Regions from separate parts of the Mus musculus genome. Here region 2 is linked to region 1. A link is a contact called in public Hi-C data. All regions are on one chromosome and are shown on one strand. Each heading gives the region's core, a stretch centred on a gene start, on an enhancer-like site or on the middle of the called end of the contact. The rest is flanking DNA. Distances are from core to core; before and after follow the strand shown.

Region 1 (4,728 bases), core at 1,600-4,099:
GTACTACCGGAGGATCCCGCAATACCTCTCCTGGGCATATAACCAGAAGATGCCCCAACTGGTAAGAAGGACACATGCTCCACTATGTTCATAGCAGCCTTATTTATAATAGCCAGAAGCTGGAAAGAACCCAGATGCCCCTCAACAGAGGAATGGATACAGAAAATGTGGTACATCTACACAATGGAGTACTACTCAGCTATTAAAAAGAATGAATTTATGAAATTCCTAGGCAAATGGATGGACCTGGAGGGCATCATCCTGAGTGAGGTAACACAGTCACAAAGGAACTCACACAATATGTACTCACTGATAAGTGGATATTAGCCCAAAACCTAGGATACCCAAGATATAAGATACAATTTGCTAAACACATGAAACTCAAGAAAAATGAAGACTGAAGTGTGGACACTATGCCCCTCCTTAGAAGTGGGAACAAAACACCCATGGAAGGAGTTACAGAGACAAAGTTTGGAGGTGAGACGAAAGGATGGACCATGTAAAGACTGCCATATCCAGGGATCCACCCCATAATCAGCATCCAAACGCTGACACCATTGCATACACTAGCAAGATTTTATCAAAAGGACCCAGATGTAGCTGTCTCTTGTGAGACTATGCTGGGGCCTAGCAAACACAGAAGTGGATGCTCACAGTCAGCTAATGGATGGATCACAGGGCTCCCAATGGAGGAGCTAGAGAAAGTACCCAAGGAGCTAAAGGGATCTGCAACCCTATAGGTTGAACAACATTATGAACTAACCAGTACCCCGGAGCTCTTGACTCTAGCTGCATGTGTATCAAAAGATGGCCTAGTTGGCCATCACTGGAAAGAGAGGCCCATTGGACTTGCAAACTTTATATGCCCCAGTACAGGGGAACGCCAGAGCCAAAAAGGGGGAGTGGGTGGGTAGGGGAGTGGGGGTGGGTGGGTATGGGGGACTTTTTGTATAGCATTGGAAATGTAAATGAGCTAAATACCTAATAAAAAATGGATAAAAAAAGAAATAAAAAACATATGCTAGGAGACCTAGTTTCTTTCAAGTCTTTCATTTGGTTTCTTCTTTCTCCTCCTCTTCCTCTTCTATCTCCTTTTATTCTCCTTCTCCTCTTCCTTCCTTGTCTTTCTTCTTTCTTCCTTCTCCTTCTTTTTATTCCTCCTCTCACTTCCTCCTTCCTCCTCTTTCCTTCTCCTTCCTCCTGCACCCCCTCCATCCTCCTTCTTCCTCCTTGTCTTCCTCCTTCTTCTTCTCCAGTTCTCTATGTCCTTGCTGAGTCCATAACACTACCATTACCCAGTTTGGTTCTTATGTGGTGTGGTTTTGCAAATGAGAATATATATGTGAATGTTTAATTAATTATATTTAGTTGAAATTATAAAACAATCTCACGGTAATAATTTGGAGTCCTTGAAATTTGTATGTCAGAGGGCAGCATTGAGTAGGAAGAGGGGGGTGGTAGAGATGGAAAGGATTTTGATTTAGGCGATGGCAGTCTTCTAAGAAAGTTGGGAGGAATAAAACATGCTGTGGGTGGGTAGGAAAGGTGTGGAGTCTTGCTTCTTAGTTAAGGAAAATAGCTGAGGGGGTTACTTAAAGTTATTTCTCTCCTGCCTTGGATTAGATTCATGCTTGCAAAGTTTAGCCTTTATCTCTGCATCATTTTCTGCCTGCAGGATCATTTGTTTACTGCTTTCGAATTTATGGTTGTTTACAGGGTCCAGGACATTCCACCATTTCTCACCTAAGACTTGAGAATACATTATTTTTACACGTAAAACTTCAAATATTGTGACGCTAAAACAGAGTGGGCTTGGCACGATATTAAAGCAAAAGATTGTGACTTTCATTGAATTGTGAGAGAAGGCAGGTCCTGTAGAAAGGCAAAAGCCAGGCAGGGAAACACACCTGTGTGTTTTAAATTTTCTCAGCTTCGTCTTTATTAAGAGTCATTTTATCTTTTGATTTGTTTGAGAATAGCCTTCTGAGACTTAACCCACACATTACACAATTCACCCTCTCAAGGGGTAGGTACACTACAGTGAATTCTAGTTTCTTCAGGGTTATGGTGTGGTTACCATATTCGATTTAAGAGTATTTTTATTACTCCAAAGAAATCTCACAACCGTGTGTTCTCTCAAAGAGAGTCAGCATAACTCCAAAGGGAGTTAGAAGGGAGGAAAGGTTCCAAGTCCTTTGTATTCCTGCCTCTAAATACTGTGGAATGGACAGGCAGGTGCCTCCTGCTCTCAGCTTGGCTGTTGTCGCTAGTGGCCAGACCTGTCAATCACTCCTGGAAACACGCCCCCCCCCCCAACCCTGCTGGGTAACCCTCCTTCCACACCTCCTCTAGGTTGCCAAGAAATCCTGGAACAAATGATGCCCCGGAGCTGCTTGTGGTTTTAGTAAGTAGGGTTTGAGTTGAATTTTAAACAAAGAAATAAATGTGTAAAGGAAAATGATATCCCAGAGCCTCACTATAATGTCCAAAGTTATATGCTTTTGCTTTAGGAAAGAGACACATGCTTTATTTTAAATAAGCCATTGGGCCCTTTGGGCTTTTTCTAGGCGTCTTTGTGTGTATCTAAGTCCTATTAAACTCTCTGTCAAATTGCAAGTGACTGTCATGGGCTGAAAATGCGTGTAAGAGTTGAATTTAGGGGTGACGCAACTCAACCCCTATAAACTCCTGGCCACTTTCCCCAGGCCTCCGTTCCAGCCTGTTGCTTTCTTGCTGACTCCAGGTCGGTTTTTATCGCAGACTTCAGTTTGACTTCCAAACTTCGGGGCTAGGGGCTCACCTCTTGATTAGCCCCGCCTCCTGCAGGCTCCCCCTCGGGGCTAGTGCCACAGCTGTTGGGACTGCAAACTGCTCCGACTGCAGCTAGGGACAGAGAGAAAGTATGAAGCCATCCTGGTTGCAATGTCGCAAAGTAACAGGCGCCGGGACGCTTGGGGCACCTCTGCCAGGATCCCCTTCAGTAAGAGGAGCCGCTGTGACCCGAAGGGCTTTGGTGGCCGGGTTTGGGGGCAGGGGCTGCAGGGCTCTGACCACCGGCAGTGGTGGTGAGTACAAGACCCACTTCGCAGCCTCTGTGGCTGACCCCGAAAGATTCTGGGGTAAAGCTGCTGAGCAGATCAGTTGGTACAAGCCCTGGACCAAAACTCTAGAGAGCAGATACCCGCCTTCCACAAGTTGGTGAGTGGTGTCTTAGTCATTTCCATTATCTCCTAACTTCTTAGATGCCAAGGCTGGAAGGTCTGGGACCAGGGATCTAAAGTTCTAAGAATGAAAAGAAAATCAAAATGTACGATGCCTTCAGCTATTGCTTGTTTGTTGGTTTCATTCTCATAGCTGTCCTACATTCTCTTTCTGAAGTTCTTGGTTATCTAGGGTGATCCCAGTGCCACAGAGGTTGACTTGCCAAGGCCCTGCTTGGCAGTGGGGATGAAGTTAAGTGACCAAAACAAAGGCTCAGGAAAACAAAGGCTTGGCTTGCATGGACTCTGCTGACTAGAAGAGGAGATCCTGTGTAAACAAATATAGAGTGTGTAATAGACTAGGGAATTATGGAGGGAGAAAGGGGGAAGGGCTGAGCAAGCCCTGGAAAGATTAGATCTCATCATTTCAAAGCTGAAGTGATCTTAGTATCAAAGTTCAAGGGGGTACCAGAGAGCCTGAAGTAACGGACACTGTAACTGTGTTATCTGGAGAAGTGAGAGAAAGGAGTTGGGGTAAAAGGAGGATTAGATAGTGTGCTAGGTACCATAGGCTTGTGCGTATGAAACCCCAGGATTGCCTAGGGGCTGATAGAGGCCAGGTGACCCATGGAGTCACAGTAGGAAGAAAGCTTTCATCTTGACATTTCAATTATAAATCCTTTCAAACATTGCTTTTATATTCAAAGGAGAAGACATTGTAGAAAAGTGTCTTTAGGCTACTGAGAGAGTGAGGCCCACAGACATGGAGTTTCTGGGTGCCTAGCCCTTTAAGGATATGGCTTCTCCCATCTGCTAGTTATTAGGAAATATTATCTGTAAAATTTGAAAAAAGAGCTTCGTAGCAGATGAGGGCAGTGCATTGGTCAAGCTGCCCTCTGTCTGTTCGGTTGATGACTTTATTCTCAGAACAGAGAATCTGTAATGAGAGTGAGAGGAGTCCCTTTTGCGTCTTCATCCTGCCTTGTTCCCTTTTGGTTTTGTTTGTGGGAATGTTTCCATGGTGATTCACATGCCCCCCCCCCCCACACACACACAATTTCATTTCTTATTCTAGTAGTATATGATCCATTCACTTTTTTTGTGGTGACAGCGAACTAGGCAGTAAGTATATAGCCATGGGTGAGTAACAGTGTTAGCTCTCTGGAACACATTGCCTGTGACTTAATCTCCATTTTTTTTCTTCCTTAAAATCAAGTCATTAGTTTGAGGATTAGCTGATTAAAGAAACAAGACTGGGTGACCCTGTGGATTAGACTGTAATTGTTATTAGTGGAAAAGCTAACTTTTTAGTTTTCATTTTGCAATCATGGTAGGAACAGGAAGCTTTTTTATTGCCCTTCATATGACAACAGAGATTATCACCCAAGGTTGTTCTCAAAGCTCAGTATATCTGTCATAAATTACTGCTCTCTAATAGTCTTATGTGGCTACCTTTACCACAAAACCAATATGCAAAGATTTCAGGTAGAAGGTCACTGGGGGCTGGTGAGATTGGCTCAGTTGGTAG
Region 2 (4,728 bases), core at 822-3,321, 370 kb before region 1:
TATATGATTCCTTTCTTCAAAGGTTAACTTTTCAAATTGTTTTCTATGTATGAGACAGCATAACATGTAGCTAATAACAGAAGTTCATGCTCTATAAGAAAAGCTAGATTGGACTCTGAGTTGCCGAAGCATTCAGTCTACAGCCTTAATCTTGGTGACCAGGCAGCTAGAGGAAATAACATAATAAGTATTGCATTCTTCTTCCTCTTTCTAGTGCTTTCTACCACCCCAGAGTGTAATGATGACTCTCTGTCTTGATAAGGAACTCACAGCTACACAAGAACAAATACACAAAACTGGCCCAAACAGCTTATAGTTAACACTCAAAGATGAGCTCTCAATGGAGGTTGAGAAGAACTAAATAAAGTGTCTTGGGTTAAAATTTTAACTTATTCCTAAATGATATGAAAGTGATTTTTGCACGGATTTTACTGTTTTAATAATTTAGTTTAGTTTTTCAAAAAGGAAGCCAGAGGGAACACAACCCAACCAATGCTTGAGGTAGAATAAGTTCTTATACTTTCCATTCACTTTTTGGGGTATCTACTAAAAAGTGAGACTTTTATCTCCAAAGCTGCTTACTGGTAGTGGAAGTACTCTCTCCAGAATTCTCAAGAAGGATTGAAAATCAAAGAAAGAGGAACAAACATTTAGGGGAGGAGAGAATAGCCAGAGAGAGGGGGCAACACCAGCTGTAGTTTATTTGCCTTGAAATGCTTAGTCCCAACATTTTTATGTTATATTATGGTTTATGTTAAACATTAGTGAACTAATGTTTACTGCATGGCTACATGCACATGAGTCATGTGCGATAATATTTTATTGAACGCTTACCCAAACTCTGTAAGACAACCACTATCATCTTGAAGTATTTCAAAGAGTACTTATCTATAGACACAGAAATAGAAGTCAACACAGCTAGGACTGAAAGAGAGTTCTTTGAAATCTGAGAGCTCTCTATACTTCATTTTTTGCATTAGGAACGACATGCTAATGTGTTGGACTATGGGCACTATACAATAAAAAAACATTTGTTTCATCACATGTGCCTTATCTTCTTACTTTCTCATCTGAATCCTAAGCAACCAACTTTGGTGGAGTCAATGGATAGCGAGAATGTGAATAAAACTTGGTACAGAACCTTTTGTTATTTCAAGATACATTTGAACTATCAATCAACTGCTGTGTTTCTTGTTTTTAACCGCAACTATTTTAGGGTTTTATTCCATGTTTATTTTCCTTCTGTGTCTCAGTCCTCCCTTTATATGCTATTGCTCCAACTGGAAAAGGAAGCAGAATTCATATTTTAATTGCACTATCTAAAATAACAGGTAGCCAAGGAAGGTCACTGTGAAAGAATCCTGAGTCACTTCATACAATAGCATGGGATGTGAGCACCCTTCACCCACTCCCCAACTCCCACCTCATCTTACAGATGTAGTAAAAGAGAGGAAAGAGATTATTTACCTGCTTCTATTGAAGCTGAGGCCTGAAAGTCATATGTAACCTTTGAAGGACTGGTAATGGTTTTAATCACAGGGATAGCATCTTTTTGACAGGCAGAACAGAGTAAGGAGCCGAACCTCACTGGAAATATTAATGAGGCTATTTTGGAGCAATGGCTATTGCCTATGAAATCTCTCATCATGAGTCTATACTTAGAATTCAGTTGAACTCTGGAGGGAGGGGAGCAGAGCAGTGTTAATCCCCAGTTGTTTTTGAAGTTGCCTGGTTAGCAGGTTAGTGTCGGAACTGTCCAAAATGGAAGCACCGAATGCTTTCGGCACTGTGACTATCTGTGTGTATTTTTGTTTTTAACCTGTTTGTCTTATGGACGGTCACATTCACTCTCAGAGGTGATATTTCTCCGTTTTCTTTCAAACTAGATGTTCTAGGGAGCGCTCGCTGTAATCACTTTGGGAGACTGATGCTCCATGACAGCTAGAAGTTGGATTGAGTTTCAGTAGCTACTATATATAAAGCTGGGTCGACTTATGTCACCGCACTAATTAAATGCCATCTGGGTGGCTCCTCTGGGTTTTTGAGTCCATCACCCAGATCAGATCAGTCAGAGGCCAAGGAGGAGAACATGATGATGGACCTTTTTGAAACTGGCTCCTATTTCTTCTACTTAGATGGAGAAAATGTGACTCTTCAGCCATTAGAAGTGGCAGAGGGCTCTCCTTTGTATCCAGGGAGTGATGGTACCCTATCCCCTTGCCAGGACCAAATGCCCCAGGAAGCCGGGAGCGACAGCAGTGGAGAGGAACACGTTCTGGCTCCCCCAGGCCTGCAGCCTCCCCACTGCCCTGGCCAGTGTCTGATCTGGGCTTGCAAGACTTGCAAGAGAAAATCTGCCCCCACAGATCGTCGGAAAGCAGCTACCCTGCGCGAAAGGAGGAGACTAAAGAAAATCAACGAAGCCTTTGAGGCCCTGAAGCGTCGGACTGTGGCCAACCCCAACCAGAGACTGCCCAAGGTGGAGATTCTGCGGAGTGCCATCAGCTACATTGAGCGTCTACAGGACCTGCTGCACCGGCTGGATCAGCAAGAGAAGATGCAGGAGCTGGGCGTGGACCCCTACAGCTACAAACCCAAGCAAGAAATTGTAAGCCCATATGCGACCAGGGCAGGGAAATGTAAAAGGCCTATTAAAAGTCTTCCTGAGACTGTATCCTCCACCTGCTTGGTGCCTACCCCCTTTCTTGCCCGCCCCTAGCCTCTCTAATGAACCTCCAGTGACCCTAGAAGATAGAGCCCCTGTCCTAAGCAGGAAATGCAGTCTGGCCCAAGAAAGCAGGGGAGACACCCCCAAGCCTCCACCTCCCACCCCTCCTCTCCCCCCTGCGTATTTGTTTCTTTTCTAATCTGCTGCTTTGGTTTTCCTTCCAGCTTGAGGGTGCGGATTTCCTGCGCACCTGCAGCCCCCAGTGGCCAAGTGTTTCGGATCATTCCAGGGGCCTCGTGATAACTGCTAAGGAAGGTAACTTAAAAGAAAGGGCACTGGGCTGTACTGGAAGCATCTAGGCTCAGCACAGCACAGCACAGCACAGCACAGCACAGCACAGCACAGCACAGCACAGCACAGCACAGCACAGCACAGCACAGCACAGCACAGCACAGCACAGCACAGCACAGCATAGCACAGGAGTGCTCTGGCTGAGCACAAAGAGCTCAAAGCTAGCAACAGCCAAATCCGGGCGCTTTTTTTTTTTTTTTTTTCTCTCAGGGATGCAATCCTCCTGCGTGGCCTTGGTAGCCTTCTGTGGGGCACACAGAGGAATGCTACAGGCGCGGTTTGTGTTTGTTCTCTGTGCGCAGGAGGAGCAAACGTGGATGCCTCAGCCTCCAGCAGTCTTCAGCGCCTTTCTTCCATCGTGGACAGTATTTCTTCAGAGGAACGCAAACTCCCCAGCGTGGAGGAGGTGGTGGAGAAGTAACTCAGCCAGCATTTGGAACATTCTTCACCCAGCAGGAAGACCCCCCTTTCCACCTAATCATTTAGATTAGGGCTCACAGATGCCAGCTTTTATGAAAGGCGAGAGATTTAGTATTTAAAAAGAAACTTCTCACCACCTCAAGTGAAAGTCCTTCGCCTTGGGGCTTTTATTATGATACTTATTATTATATCGGAACGGCTAGTAGCTTAGCTCTAGAACCCTGATTTTGTTTTTAGTTTGGTTGGTTTTAATAACATATTAACTTTTACTATGATCACGTGACCCTTTTTTGTCAGTTGCAAACGAAGTTCATTCCTGTCTAAATCAAAGAGAGAACGTTTAATCCTAATAGTATATAATGTACTTTTTGTAAATAGTCTTAGAACTTTCGTTTCTATGTAAACCTAAAGAATATATTTTAAACGTGGATTTAACATTGTATATAAAATGTGTGAAGATCCTGATATTGTAATATTAAAATATTAATACGTTTCTACATGTACAAAGGTGGCCTTAATTTGATTTAACTGTAAAGACTATAAGGACGTGTACAAAAACGAATAGCCATATTTTAACTTAGATACCACATGTGACCACTTATTTGGGCCTCTTCTTTCAGCCTAATTTGTAGGGAGGAAAATGAATTTGGGAGCCGTAATTACAATTAAACTGGGCACTTTAATATTCCATGTAGACTCCTCACTTCTCGTTAGTAGAAGGGAGTATCCAGAAAATGTCTCTTCTCTCCTTTCTGTGGCTTTTCCCCTCTCTTTCTTTGTTTCTTTCTTTGTTTCTTTCTTTGTTTCTTTCTTTCTTTCTTTCTTTCTTTCTTTCTTTCTTTCTTTCTATCCCCCACACTGTTCTATGGTTTGTGATCAGGGTGGGATTTCCTTCCTCTGAAATTTAATTATAAATATACGAAAATCTTTCAAATCTCCCCAAAAGAATTCTTTGTTCATTTCCCTAAAATATATCCAATTAATTGGCCCCATTTATTTATTTTTCGCTCCTTGGTGTTCCAGACTGTTTCCTAGTGTAGATCTAAAGTAGCCAGGACCTACCTGATAGCCGTTTTTCTTGAACTAGACTAGCCCCCAGCAGACTGGAATATCTTCAAGTGCTCTTTGGTTTGAGTTTATTTTCCAAACAGAAAGATAAAAGGGAAGTGCAATCTGTCTCTTGGAGAAGAGTGAACATCCTTGAAAGTGTGTGTGCGGGGGGGGGGGGGGGACTGCTTCAATAGATAGAAGGGTTAAATGCTTGGTAGCAAAAGACAACAACAACACAC

Evidence for each region. A called contact is a pair of places that touch in the nucleus more often than the background predicts.
Region 2: a contact with region 1 is called in a Hi-C map of muscle stem cells, with 1.9 times the contacts expected there. The contact joins the promoter of Myf6 here to the promoter of Acss3 in region 1. A contact is called at or near these places in 4 of 39 promoter capture datasets (the 3T3-L1 cell line, 3T3-L1-derived adipocytes, embryonic stem cells and 1 more) and 2 of 484 Hi-C or Micro-C datasets (muscle stem cells and uterus).

The regions. Positions count from the first base shown.
Region 1 is chr10:107,121,758-107,126,485 of GRCm38.p6, reverse strand. It overlaps Acss3 (acyl-CoA synthetase short-chain family member 3), which reads left to right and starts at 2,849. Exons shown (of 16, transcript NM_001142804.2): 1 at 2,849-3,198. The coding sequence starts at 2,903.
Region 2 is chr10:107,492,066-107,496,793 of GRCm38.p6, reverse strand. Myf6 (myogenic factor 6) reads left to right here and starts at 2,071. Exons shown (of 3, transcript NM_008657.3): 1 at 2,071-2,608; 2 at 2,893-2,983; 3 at 3,322-3,946. The coding sequence starts at 2,090. The coding sequence ends at 3,440. It overlaps Gm36177 (a long non-coding RNA gene), which reads right to left and starts at 1,526. Exons shown (of 6, transcript XR_872011.1): 1 at 1,468-1,526.